Regions from separate parts of the Mus musculus genome. Here region 1 is linked to region 2. A link is a contact called in public HiChIP or PLAC-seq data. All regions are on one chromosome and are shown on one strand. Each heading gives the region's core, a stretch centred on a gene start, on an enhancer-like site or on the middle of the called end of the contact. The rest is flanking DNA. Distances are from core to core; before and after follow the strand shown. Region 1 holds the start of A330032P22Rik (RIKEN cDNA A330032P22 gene). Region 2 holds the start of Iyd (iodotyrosine deiodinase).

Region 1 (5,917 bases), core at 1,656-4,155, 180 kb before region 2:
TGTAGGTCGGTCCAGCTTACAACAACACCAGGGGGACCCATTACACCCTCCTGGCCTCCTCAGGAACCTTGCATGCACACACACACACGCACACGCACACGCACATGCACAAGCAAACAAAAATAACCTGTATTGAAGTTGAAAAATGCATAGAAGGCCTACAAGTATTCAAATATTATGGGACGCAATAGAATCTGAGTGGTGAGAAAGACCACTTAATGGCTGCTATTGAGATTTCTGTATTACTGAGAGCTTTGCTTGTGTGATTTCACTTAGGGCCACACATACTATGCAAATGACATAACTTGTCAGCATCAGCCTCACACGACCTGAGTCTTCTGGGTAAAAACACAAGAGTACTAGAGAGGCTGTGTAAATGGTCCAGTGGAACACTCATCTCAACACTGAACCAATGATCCCCTATGTGCTATGCAGTAGCGTGTTGCAACCTCCCTGGGCTTTCAAAACCAAAGAAACTGAAAGGCCTTTTCTTTGGAAAAGGAAAACTCCGTCAGACAAACAAGGCATGCACAGAGACCCTTTGGTTAGGCTTGGTTGGGGTCCAGCTTCTGACAGGGTGTGACTCCATAGCCCTGTCACCACTGGCTTCTGACACTTCAGAGGGGCTGTCAGAAGCCACTTAGGGTAAGCTTTTGGGAACAGGCCTCTGATTCTTCCCTTTAGCCAGGGATGGGGTGATGTGGAGAGGAGCCTGGGCAAAGGGTGAGGTCTCTAGTTGCACTGTCTAGAAAGAACTGCAGAGCTGCAGGGTGAGGCTCCCAGAGTCTCTGCTCCCTGCTGTGGGAATTAACAGAGCTCTGCCATCACACCTGTGAGACACTCTGGGGTGCTGCTGCCTGTGACTGTCATTTTCTGGCATGACTAATGTAACAATTAAACTTATATTCTCTTAGATCTTCAGGGTTTTCATCGCCTAGAGATAAATATTCCACATGTATCTTCAATATTTTAGTATGGGTTTTAAAGAGAAGCAGGAGTTAAGTGACATTGGTGTCTTGTCATTTGCAAAAGTGGAATAATGGGGACACAATTTTATCTCATGTATGTGTTCTTTCTTTTACAACAGAATTTCTTGATATTGATCTGTGACATCACAGCCTAGAGTCTCTAACCTGAAGACAGCTTCCGTCTTCCTTAGATGGAGAAGTAGGTCTTGGGAAGCCAAGGACTGTCTCACATCCAGAGCCAGGTACCTTTTGCATGTTGTTAGAATATCACAACATGCGACCCACTTGCTGATGAGACATGAGGCTTGGTTCCATGCAGGGATGGGCTGCCTCCTCACTGTACTAGCAAGGTCATGGAAGAAACTGATCCTGAAGATTGTGATCACTCAGAAAGAAATCTTGGAGGAAGGTTGGGATTTGCAGTGTTTCCCTGTTCCTAAGTTATCCTGGGCATTGTAACTTCAGTGGAAATCCTTCCAAAGACATGGTAGAAGAAAAACATCAGCATACCTGTTCTGCCAATATTTCTGAGTTATGCTAATATCCATGTAGTAACCCAAGGGTGGCCTGACAGCCAGTTGGGTCTATCACCTGGAACCCATTTATGAGGACTTTTACCATCTCCATAAATCCAGATCCCAAGGAAATTTATCTTTGTTCTTTACAACAAAGGCAAAAGAATTTCTTTAATATTTGACAATCACCAATATGCCATTTTATTGAAATTTTTTAAAAAAGAAGACAAATTATCAGGGGAAAGCAGCATCCCTTTAGCTCACACTCAGATGAGGGCATCTCAGGTTCAACTAGTCATGCCTCTTTAAGAAGTAGAACTAGTAGTTAGTTTACCAAGAATGAAGGCTTATCTTTAGTGAGGACGACAGGACATTGTATCGGAATGAACTTTCTGTCTCCTATATTATGAGAAGGCATGCTTCATCCTCCAAGTCCATAAGAACATATGACACAGATACATATGTTCAGCTACATAAAGATATAGTAAAGAATTCTGGAATTACATATAGCACGATACTAATAATAGTTGACTCAATGGAGAAGGGAGGGGGATGAGTGGGGAAACACACCTGCAACATAAATATATCATCAAGGGGGCTTCAGCCTTCTTTATATCATGTTCACATTTTACGTAGAGAAGAGTTTGTAATCTCTGACTTATTTCAAGACACTGCTCTATAGGCCCTCCAGTTATTCTCACCCCCAACAAGGAGTACAGCTGAATAATTCAGATTTTGTACGACACATGTATGCATATATGTGTCCTGAACAGAGTTTTATATCAGTAACAAGAGAAAGCAGCCTGCTGAAGCTGGTTATAATTAGAAGCATTATGCTCTGTGTGGAGGCCTTCCACAAATAGGTAACAATACAGTCCCTTCCTCCTCTATGGAGAATGCTGCCCCTAAGTCCGAGTTCTGGCTCTCGATTGAAAGCCATTGTTGCAGGCTCCAGTCTGTCTAGCTTCAGTCCAGATAGGAGGCTAGGAAAGTCCCTCCATCCACTTCGAAGGAGGAGCTGATTCTCAGAACCACAGGAAGAGGAGTCGGGGAGAGAAACGGAAGGAAGCTGGCAACCCCTCTTCCCTGCTCTCAGGCCTTCCTGCTTCCCAAACCCATTCAGCGCAGTCCGAGGTGACCAGCACCCTTCAAGCACCAGCGGAAGGAACTGCCCTCCAATTTCCTGAGGGTTCCGTACCTCCCCAAAGCACAGCATGTCTGTTCTTCTGCCTACTGCGATCCTGCATGTCCTTCAAGGCACAGCTCTGATATCAGAACCAGCGTTTAGCCTCCCTCCATGTTCTTGGCCAGCTGTCACTGTTGTCTGGCCAGTTCCCTTCCCACGTTTAGGTATGATCAAGTGGATCTGAAGAGAAGCGATTGTAAACTCACCGTGCTCAAAGTCCTCATCCCATGTGACACAGATGGGAAGGGCTTGGCTCTGGACACAGAGCCTTGGCATCCTGTTAGATTTTCCTGTGGTGGCCCTAGAGATTGGCTCCCCACCAGGCAGAGCGGAGTGGAGAGTCAGCCTTCCCTGAGTAGCTCTTTGCTGTAGGCTTTCAGGAAAGTCTCTTTGATCTTCAGTGTGGGAAGGAAAGGGGTGGTACTCTTCAGCGAGAGACTATAGTAACAACGATCTACTCCTGGCTTTGTCAGGGTCTCAAGAGAACGAAAATCCTCCTTTGGTCTCCAGCAAGGAGTGGGGGCAGCATCTGTCTGAGAGTGGAGCCTACAGTCCAGGGACCTGGGCTGGAATCCTGGATTCCCTCTTCTACAGGTTGAGATCCCTGAGCTGCTAACTTAAAGGTTCTGGACTCCAGTTTCATCTTCCTATCTAAGAAGCAGGGAAGCAACTGGATCTCCTCAGAGAGCAGCTATGGGGTCCTTAAAGGCAAAGAGCTTTAATTAGCATATGATGCAAGATTGAAGAAATCCCACATTTTTATTAATGTGTTAGTCCAGGTTCTCTAGAGAAATAGAACTTAAAGAATGACTTTGTATGTATGTATGTATGTATGTATGTATGTATGTATGTATCTACCTCTCATTCATCTATTAGCTATCATTCATATATTTATTATGTATTTTTTATCATCCATTATCTATCATTCATATACTTATTATCTACCACAAATCTATTTATCATCTATCTATCTAAGGCATTTATTAGAGTGGCTTACAGGCTGTGGTCCAACTAGTTCAACAATGCTGTCTACCAGCTGAAGGTCCAAGAACCCAGTAGTCGTTCAGTCCAGGAAGCTGGATATCCCAATTGGTTTTTAGTCTATGCCAGAATCCTGAAGAAGTAGGCTCTAATGACAATAAATAGTCTTGTTAGCAAGAACTAGAGCAAGCATACAGAGAGCAAACTTCCTTCTTCCATGTCTTTTAAATACACTGCCAGCAGAAGGTGTGGCCCAGACTAAAGAAGGATCTTCCCTCTCAAAGGTCCAGATTAGAAGTGGGTCTTTCTACTTCAAATAATTTAATTAAGAAAAATACTTTGTCACAAGTATGTCCAGCCATTCGGGTTTTAGTTAGTCCAGATGTAGTCAATTGGACAACCAAGAAGAGCCATCACAACTAGATGAAACAAACAAACAAACAAACAAACAAACCCCTCTGCTGTCTGACTAATAGGTCAGGATGAGGTGTTTTTCAAGGGGTCTTGCTAGGGATCTCCACACCAGACAGACACTGGCTCTGGAGCAGGCATGTTCTCTTAACCCTCAGGAGCTCTTTGAGGCCAGCTGCAGATTTGAGTTGTACCAGCCCTTCTTCCCTGTTCTTTCTTCTTTATATGGTGTGTGTGTGTGTGTCTGTGTATGTGTGTGTGAGTTGAATGATCCTGTTATATGCCAGATGTATACACTCTGACTCATTTTATTGGAAGTTACTGAGAAATGAGTTAAATCAGCAATAGTTTGGAATGCTCTATTTACTTAACTGATACCCTGTAGATACTACTAATTGGATAGATGGAAGTTTAGGAGTAGAAGGCATCAGGCTAGCCCCAAGCCATTCCTCCAGGCACTTGGAACTACCCCACAGAGTGACTCAATACTCCCTATTTGTAAATCCCAGACTTGATGCCGAGATATATGGAACAAACTCATTTTCTGCACCCCATGGAGGAGAATTTGAAAAGCCATTAATGTGACCCATTTCTCACCAATTTTCAGTGAGTTCTATAACATCTTGGAATTTTTAACAAGAATAACATCTTTCTTTTAGTTGTTATTCATAAGCTCAAAGTCGATTTTCAGCGATTTTGACCATTTTCTATTTGGTCTAATTTCACATTTACACCATCATTTGCTACTATCGGAAACAATTTGTTGAGGAACTGGTAAGAAAAGACAAGGACAATATGAACTGAGCAGACTGGGAGGGTGCAGGGCACTAACACTTGTATCATCAGCAGCACCTGTATCCCAGTGATTTTAAGGGGATCCTCAGTGACGAGTTAAGCATAGTCTCTTACCCATTCTGCAGATGGGAAAGTTGGAGTATAAGGGTCATCTGGCTCCCTTTGTGAACTCTGTTGTTATAGAATTTATGTCTGGTTCCTAGTTATACTGCCTTACATTGGAGGAAGTGAAGGTAGAGGGCTTTAGAACCAGAGAAGGTGAGCTGGAGGTGAAGGCAAAAGATGACTGGCATTGGATATGCAGGAACGAAGCCAGCATAGCAGCTGGCCAACTGTCAGTACAGCTACAGCAACCAGCAGCACCCCTCTTTTTGCATGAGCTGAATCTCCTGGGATGCTGTGCCAAAGCCAACTCCTGCTGGAGAGCACGCTCTGTCACAGCTTTTGCTTTCTTCTGGGTCTGCTGCACTGTCCCACTCCTGCTGGGGACACCACTGCTTGTTGGCCTCTGTCCTGGGTCAGTGCACAACCCAGAATGATCTCTGATGACACTGGGAGAGGACATATGACCCATGCTAGTTAGGGGTCAGTGCTCTGTCTGGTGGAGCACAGGTTGTGTCAGAACAATGTGAGCAGGGCTTGCTGGAAAATGCTGACTATCATGGGCCCTGGCAGAGCAGACCCTTCACATGGCAGATAGACATCCCTCAATAGCTCAGCTCTCCCCGTTCCCACACAGCCACCCAGGACTCTGAATGGGCACATGGAGATCCAGGTCATCTGAAACCAACCATGGACAGTCTCCAGGTTATTTTCCCAAGGAAAGGGCTTGACTAACAGAAGAACAGTGTGTACTGTGGGAGGGTAAGAAATCTCCATGCCTTTTTGGTTTTCCCACTTCCTGCTTGTTACATGTGCACCTCCACTACTCAAATCTCTTTCCTTCACATTTACTTCTCTGCTTCTCTCAAGAAGAACAAAGACCAAAGTATGGCTACTTAGGTTCTTCTTAGAAAGGGGAACAAAAATCCATGGGAGGGGATATAGACAGGGAGGTGATA
Region 2 (5,568 bases), core at 482-2,981:
TTAAGCCTCCTCTGTTCTAGGCTTTTCTGTGAGAAAGGCTACCCAGCCAAAAGCTCTATGCTTGGACCCTGGAAATAGACTGCCAGAGTCCTACCTGCCTGGGTAGGCAGTACCCTACTACAGCCTCAGTCTCCTGCAATAGTGATAGTAGTGATAGTAGTGATAATGCCTACCTCATTGTATTACCATGAAGACGAAGGGCTTACTCTATATGATGTGTCACCAGCTGGGTCCACTGCATGCTATGTGAGTGTGTTGTGGTCCTCAAGACTCTTCAACCATGTCATCTTCTTTCTGTAGCATATCTCTCTACCATGTCCCTCTTCTCTTCAGGTGTCTCCCAAGTTCTGTCCTCAGTCTTCTCTCTCACAGTACCCACTTGGTGATTATTTCTCTAATCTCTGAGTACCTCCTCAAGTTGATGTGTTCTGACCATTGTTTTATTTAACATCATGAATATGATAAATGCAGCACACCCTTACAGTGTCCCCTAAATTGGATCTTTCTGCCCTTGTCCATGGATGACAGTGACTCAGCCACTCCCTCCATCTTCCCCAATATCTAAAATCTGATGCTCTTCACTGTGACTTGGGCATCCACTACCCTCCCACCAAAGCATTGCTCATCAAACCTTAGAACAGATGTCGGGGTTAAGGACAGTGCTTCTCTGTGGTAAGGGAAGTACTTCCCAAGTGGGACCAGATACCCTGCATATCAGATATTTACATTACAATTCATAACGCTAACAAGATTACACTTATAAACATATCAGCGAAAGTAATTTTACAGTCGCAAATCACTCTAATGTGAGGAACCGTATTAAAGAGTTGCAGCATTGGGAAGGCTGACAAGCACTGGTCTCATGCCAGCCACAGCCAGCCCTCTCTGCCTCACTTCTCCGTCTGCACATCTTTCACCTTCCAGGAATCGCTCCTAGGCATTAGAACATGGGTGCTGGCTTTGTGCGCCTCCTGACACAGCTTGCCCCTGCTGCTCACACCTCTACCCTCGGGTCAGCTTTGCTCTTTCCCAATGCCCCAGCAGACCCCCAAGCCTTTCCTAAACACCTTATACTAGTTCCACAGGGCTTGTCCGTTTCCTTATTTTACCTCATTCCCTAAACCGGACCCTTTTCTTGCTGGGCATGGGCCACTCCTGTCTCTAAGGCACAGGGCCTGGCATAAGAGAAAGTACCCAATCCCTAGACGGGTCACGTTCTCAGTTTCAGCATTCCTAATCAAAACCTGGCCATGCTCGCTGTCACTCTGTACAGAGACTCTGCCTCCACCCCCACCCCTGAGACAGAAGGTGTTGACCTGCAGAGGATCTGGGCTGGGAGAGATCTTAGCTTCCATGACTTCGGACTGGGTAGAGGCTGGTACCGGCAAGTGCCCTGAGATGACCATCCTTGCTATACACTGTTCTGTTTTCACAACAGAAGCGAAGGTTTGCCAGCATGGCTTGCTCTCTGAATCCTGGGCATCAGTTCGCACCATCGCAAACACATGCAGGGCAAAGCCCTGGGCACCGCAGGGGTTGTTACCTTCTTCCACTTGAAGGTCTTCTGTGCTGTCTTTCAAGTCTTCATCCACCCAGGGCTGAACTTGAGCCTCCTCCTTCTTTTTCTCTAGGTTCCTGTCGGCATTTTTAAAGACCCATACAACCAAGATACAGACAACTGCTACCAAGACTGGGGTGAGGAGAAACATGGTCTGAAGTCCGACCTGGAATGTGTGCGCTTTCCCACACTGGCATTTATACAAACAGATGGAAGCAGGGAATGCTGGGAGTAGATGTAGAAACGGGGAGGAGTGCCAGGGAGGGAGCAAAGTACAAACTCAGACTCCGTGAGGACTTTGCAAAGGAGCAAAGCTCACAGTTGGGTGCGTGTGGGATTGGTCCTGCTCTGACGCATGCAATTTTAAAACTGTGCACTTGATCAGTATATTTTCAGACATCAATGACCATGGGGTGCATTAAGCACTGTAATGTGCTACATTGCTGGTGGTGGTTTTAAAGAAAAAAAGCATTTGACCTTTCTCCTATTTAACTATTCTCTCAAAGCATCTTCAACTGCCTGAAGCTAGGAATTGCCCAGAGAGCTAATTTTTTAAAAGGGCAGATTTATAAATGTAGGTTCTGATATCCTGAAAGATAATTTCCAGAAAGAGGCTGTCAACGTGCATTTTTAACAACATATGTAAGAGGCACTGCCCTGAGGCTGTAAAAAAAAAAATTAACAGCCATGCCAACATATGCAACAGAGAAGAAAGGCTATGTTTTACATTAAAGAAAGATTTTAATCTGGAAAAAGTGATGCAAACAGTTTGAAATGACTATATCTAAGCTTGAGGCTTTTTGTTTTTTGTCTTAGTTTTTATCTTTGCCTATGCCTCTGTTGTTCAGGCTGTCAGAACACAAATGTCATTGGTTGAGTGACATAAATAACAGAAACACGTGTCTCACAGTTCCAGAGGTTGAGATGTCCAAGCCCCGGGGACCAGCAGGTTTTGTTCCTCCTCGCTTGTATTGTTCTCACAGCTGGGGATGAGGGAGGAAGGAAGGATGGGAGAGAGAACCATTACTCACAGAAAGCTTCCCTTGTGGCTCCTCCATATTCCACGTACTAAATCACAGGTGCTCCCCAAAACCTCATGTCATAGATCCCGCTACTGCTCCCATTTTCACTCATATGAATGAGGCATGAATAGGTCAAATGACATGCCAAAGCCATTAGAAGATAAATGGGACATAAGCAGCCTGAGTCCATGCTGGGTACGTCTGCAGTGTGGACTAGAATTCTTAGCTAAGATCCTGCGGTGTTGAGCCTGCCTGGGTAACAGGGGAAAGCTGGGACAAGGATTTTATGTGCTAGTACAAGAGACATTGCTGCCTGGCTGCCAAGGTTCACACTCAGCTCTGGGAGCTCACCGAAAAGAGATTTTTAAAAAAGCACAGTGCAGGGGCAAGAAGTCTGGCAGCTGTAACAGCAGCAGGATGGGCAGAGCAGTGTGGAGATCAGACAAGGCTTCCAGAGGGAAGAAACTTTGACTCTAGAATTTGAAACCCACCCAAGTTCCCGACCTGGTGCATCTGCAGGTCTCAGAGTACAGGGGAGGGGGAGGGTGGGCCCTGTGAATTCCGCCAATTTTCACCTGCGCTGGACCCAGTGAGCTTCCTCTAACCCTAACACCTCCTCAGTGACCAGGCCTCCAGCTTCTGATAGTGTCGGTACAGAACAATGCTTCAGCTGCCAATGTAATGTACACTTGTACAGGAACAATGTGGCTTCCCTTGAGGAACAGGATCTGTGCCATAGGGTCACAGAACACCGTGTAGCTGATCTGAGGATGGGCCCTCTCTTCTCTTAGTACCTCTACAGCAGAGCTTCTTCACCTTCCTAATGCAGTGACCTTTTAATACACTTCCTCGATCCCCCCAACCATACAGTTATTTTCTTTGCTACTTCATAGCTGTATTTTGGTTACTGTTAGGAATCATAATGTAAATATCTATGTTTTCCGATGGTCTTTCGTTTGATCCCCAAAGGGTCATGACCCACAGTTGAGAACCACTGCTGTGAAGGCTCCTGGGCTACTTAGCTTCTGTACTTTGTCTTTATCCAGTGAGAAAAAGGAGAAGAGTGCCAAGGGAAGCTACAGGAGGAGATACTAGGCGATTCCCCACCGTCCTCCGTTGTTCCTCGTCTCTACAGACCGATCACCAGTTCTAATTCATCTTTTGAGGCTCCCGCTGCCACCTTGCAGACCACATCAGGAATGGTATTATTTATTCTAGAAGACACACCTCCCCAAACAAATATGCTGATGTTAATCCTATGAAGTCAGTCTGTGTTCCTGCTTCTCAAAGTCCCCAATGTTTGTTTGCAGAAGGCAAAGGGGGACAAAGGGGGGCTCTGTAGGAAAGAGGCTGCCCAGGGCATCGAGTGAGCCAGCAGAGCTCACAGGAGCAAACCAAGCTGTCTTGGTTGAGATCAAGTGCTCAGCAGCAACTGTGATGGCAACAATTTAAGGAAAAGCTGGAAGCAAGGCTGGGCTGAACTCTGTCCGTGATCTGATCTCAGATCAAATATGAAGTCAGGGAGACACAGGAACTTACAAGTCCATTTAAATAAAAAAGTCAGCTTCATCTATACACAAACCCCCTTCACTAATTCTACCCCACTCAAGAATATGTCTGTCTGACACTCGCTGAGTGGAATCATGCCTGCACTCATGATGTCTGTGTGCCAATGATAGTTAAGTCCTCCTCTGTTTGCATTATTCCATTGCGTCCACAGGATGAAACATTTTAAATTAAACTCCACTCTCTGAAAAACCAATCAACCAAGCAACCAACCAAACAAACAAGCAAACAGAGACTGAAGGGCTGGCTATGTGTCACTGGCTATTTAGAGGAGCAAGTTAGACCACAGTAAGACCTTAGTCCTAATAGGAACATCCCTTGGGGGCTTGTTAGAGATGCTAACGCCAGGCCAAATCCTAGGCCTAGTGGCTCAAACACCCTGAGGGCAGAGCTCAGCAGTCTAGTTTCCACAAGCCTTCAGGGTGACTCTGGTGCTGGCCAAAGTTTGAGAAAGACTAGACCAGAAGAAAGACACTCAACCATGACTTTACCCCAAATTCAGATTTTCCAGATTGCAGCCCCAACACCACTGAGATAAGCAGAACTTCCTGCCATTACGTGTTAACGGAGACGTTTTCCTACTGCATCTTTCAACCACACATAGTGTCTTACAGATGACAAACCACTGATAAACATCGATTAAGAGTGTTAAGGATGAAAATGGGTTTTCATGGTTTGTACTAAGATGACTCTCTGGTCACCTTAAATCAGGGACCAACAAAGGCTGTGACTGAGAAAGCAAACAGTAGCTTCTCCTGTAGCTTTTCTATGAATGCTTCGAATTCAGAAAGCAGACAATAGGAATCTCAACTCTGTGGGATCTCGCCAGTGCCAGATGTGACATCGTCAGACACTGGAGATTACACAGTGCAATCAAAGGTTACACTTCCCTCTCCAAGCAAACCACACATTCAAATCCATACTGAGTCCGCTCCTTATGTTCCCCATAGGAGAAAGGTGAGATCTCACAGGCTTGATCTGCTTTTTTTTTTTTTTTTTTTTTTTTTTAACCCTTTGGACATCTAAAGTATGCCAGTTCTGGGAGTTCCCAAATACAGACTCTTAGCTATAAGCAGTTCTCAGGAAAGAAGCATGGGAGAAGTCATGGGTCCATTATGACTGTCTTTGCTCCTAGGGAAAGCATTCTGAGACTGGAGGAGTCCCTAGGAATTTCCCTCAGCTGAGCAGTAACCAAGCAGCGCCTCTCAGGTCACAAGCTGGGCCCATGAGAAAAACCATGGCAATTCTCCTTTTGAAACAGATGCTTTTCTATGAAAGAGCTTAGCCTCAGGCAAGATGGCAAAGGAGACAACAGCTGTGCTTGCTGAGTTGTAGCAACAGTTACTGATACTACCAGGTGGCAGATGCTTGTCCTGTGCATTTTCCCTGGTGAGCCTGGCTTCATGGTGGAAAATTACATAA

Evidence for each region. HiChIP or PLAC-seq counts read pairs in DNA pulled down with a chosen protein or histone mark.
Region 1: a contact with region 2 is called in an H3K27ac HiChIP or PLAC-seq map of hepatocytes, with 6 times the contacts expected there. The contact joins the promoter of A330032P22Rik here to the promoter of Iyd in region 2. A contact is called at or near these places in 9 of 39 promoter capture datasets (the 3T3-L1 cell line, 3T3-L1-derived adipocytes, the HPC-7 cell line and 5 more), 2 of 484 Hi-C or Micro-C datasets (the HPC-7 cell line and liver) and 1 of 115 datasets of contacts at active chromatin or transcription factors (hepatocytes).

The regions. Positions count from the first base shown.
Region 1 is chr10:3,715,146-3,721,062 of GRCm38.p6, reverse strand. It overlaps A330032P22Rik (RIKEN cDNA A330032P22 gene), which reads right to left and starts at 2,905. Exons shown (of 4, transcript NR_169108.1): 1 at 2,876-2,905.
Region 2 is chr10:3,536,437-3,542,004 of GRCm38.p6, reverse strand. Iyd (iodotyrosine deiodinase) reads right to left here and starts at 1,731. Exons shown (of 5, transcript NM_027391.4): 1 at 1,544-1,731. The coding sequence starts at 1,709. It overlaps Gm30033 (a long non-coding RNA gene), which reads right to left. Exons shown (of 3, transcript XR_380041.2): 3 at 2,378-2,541.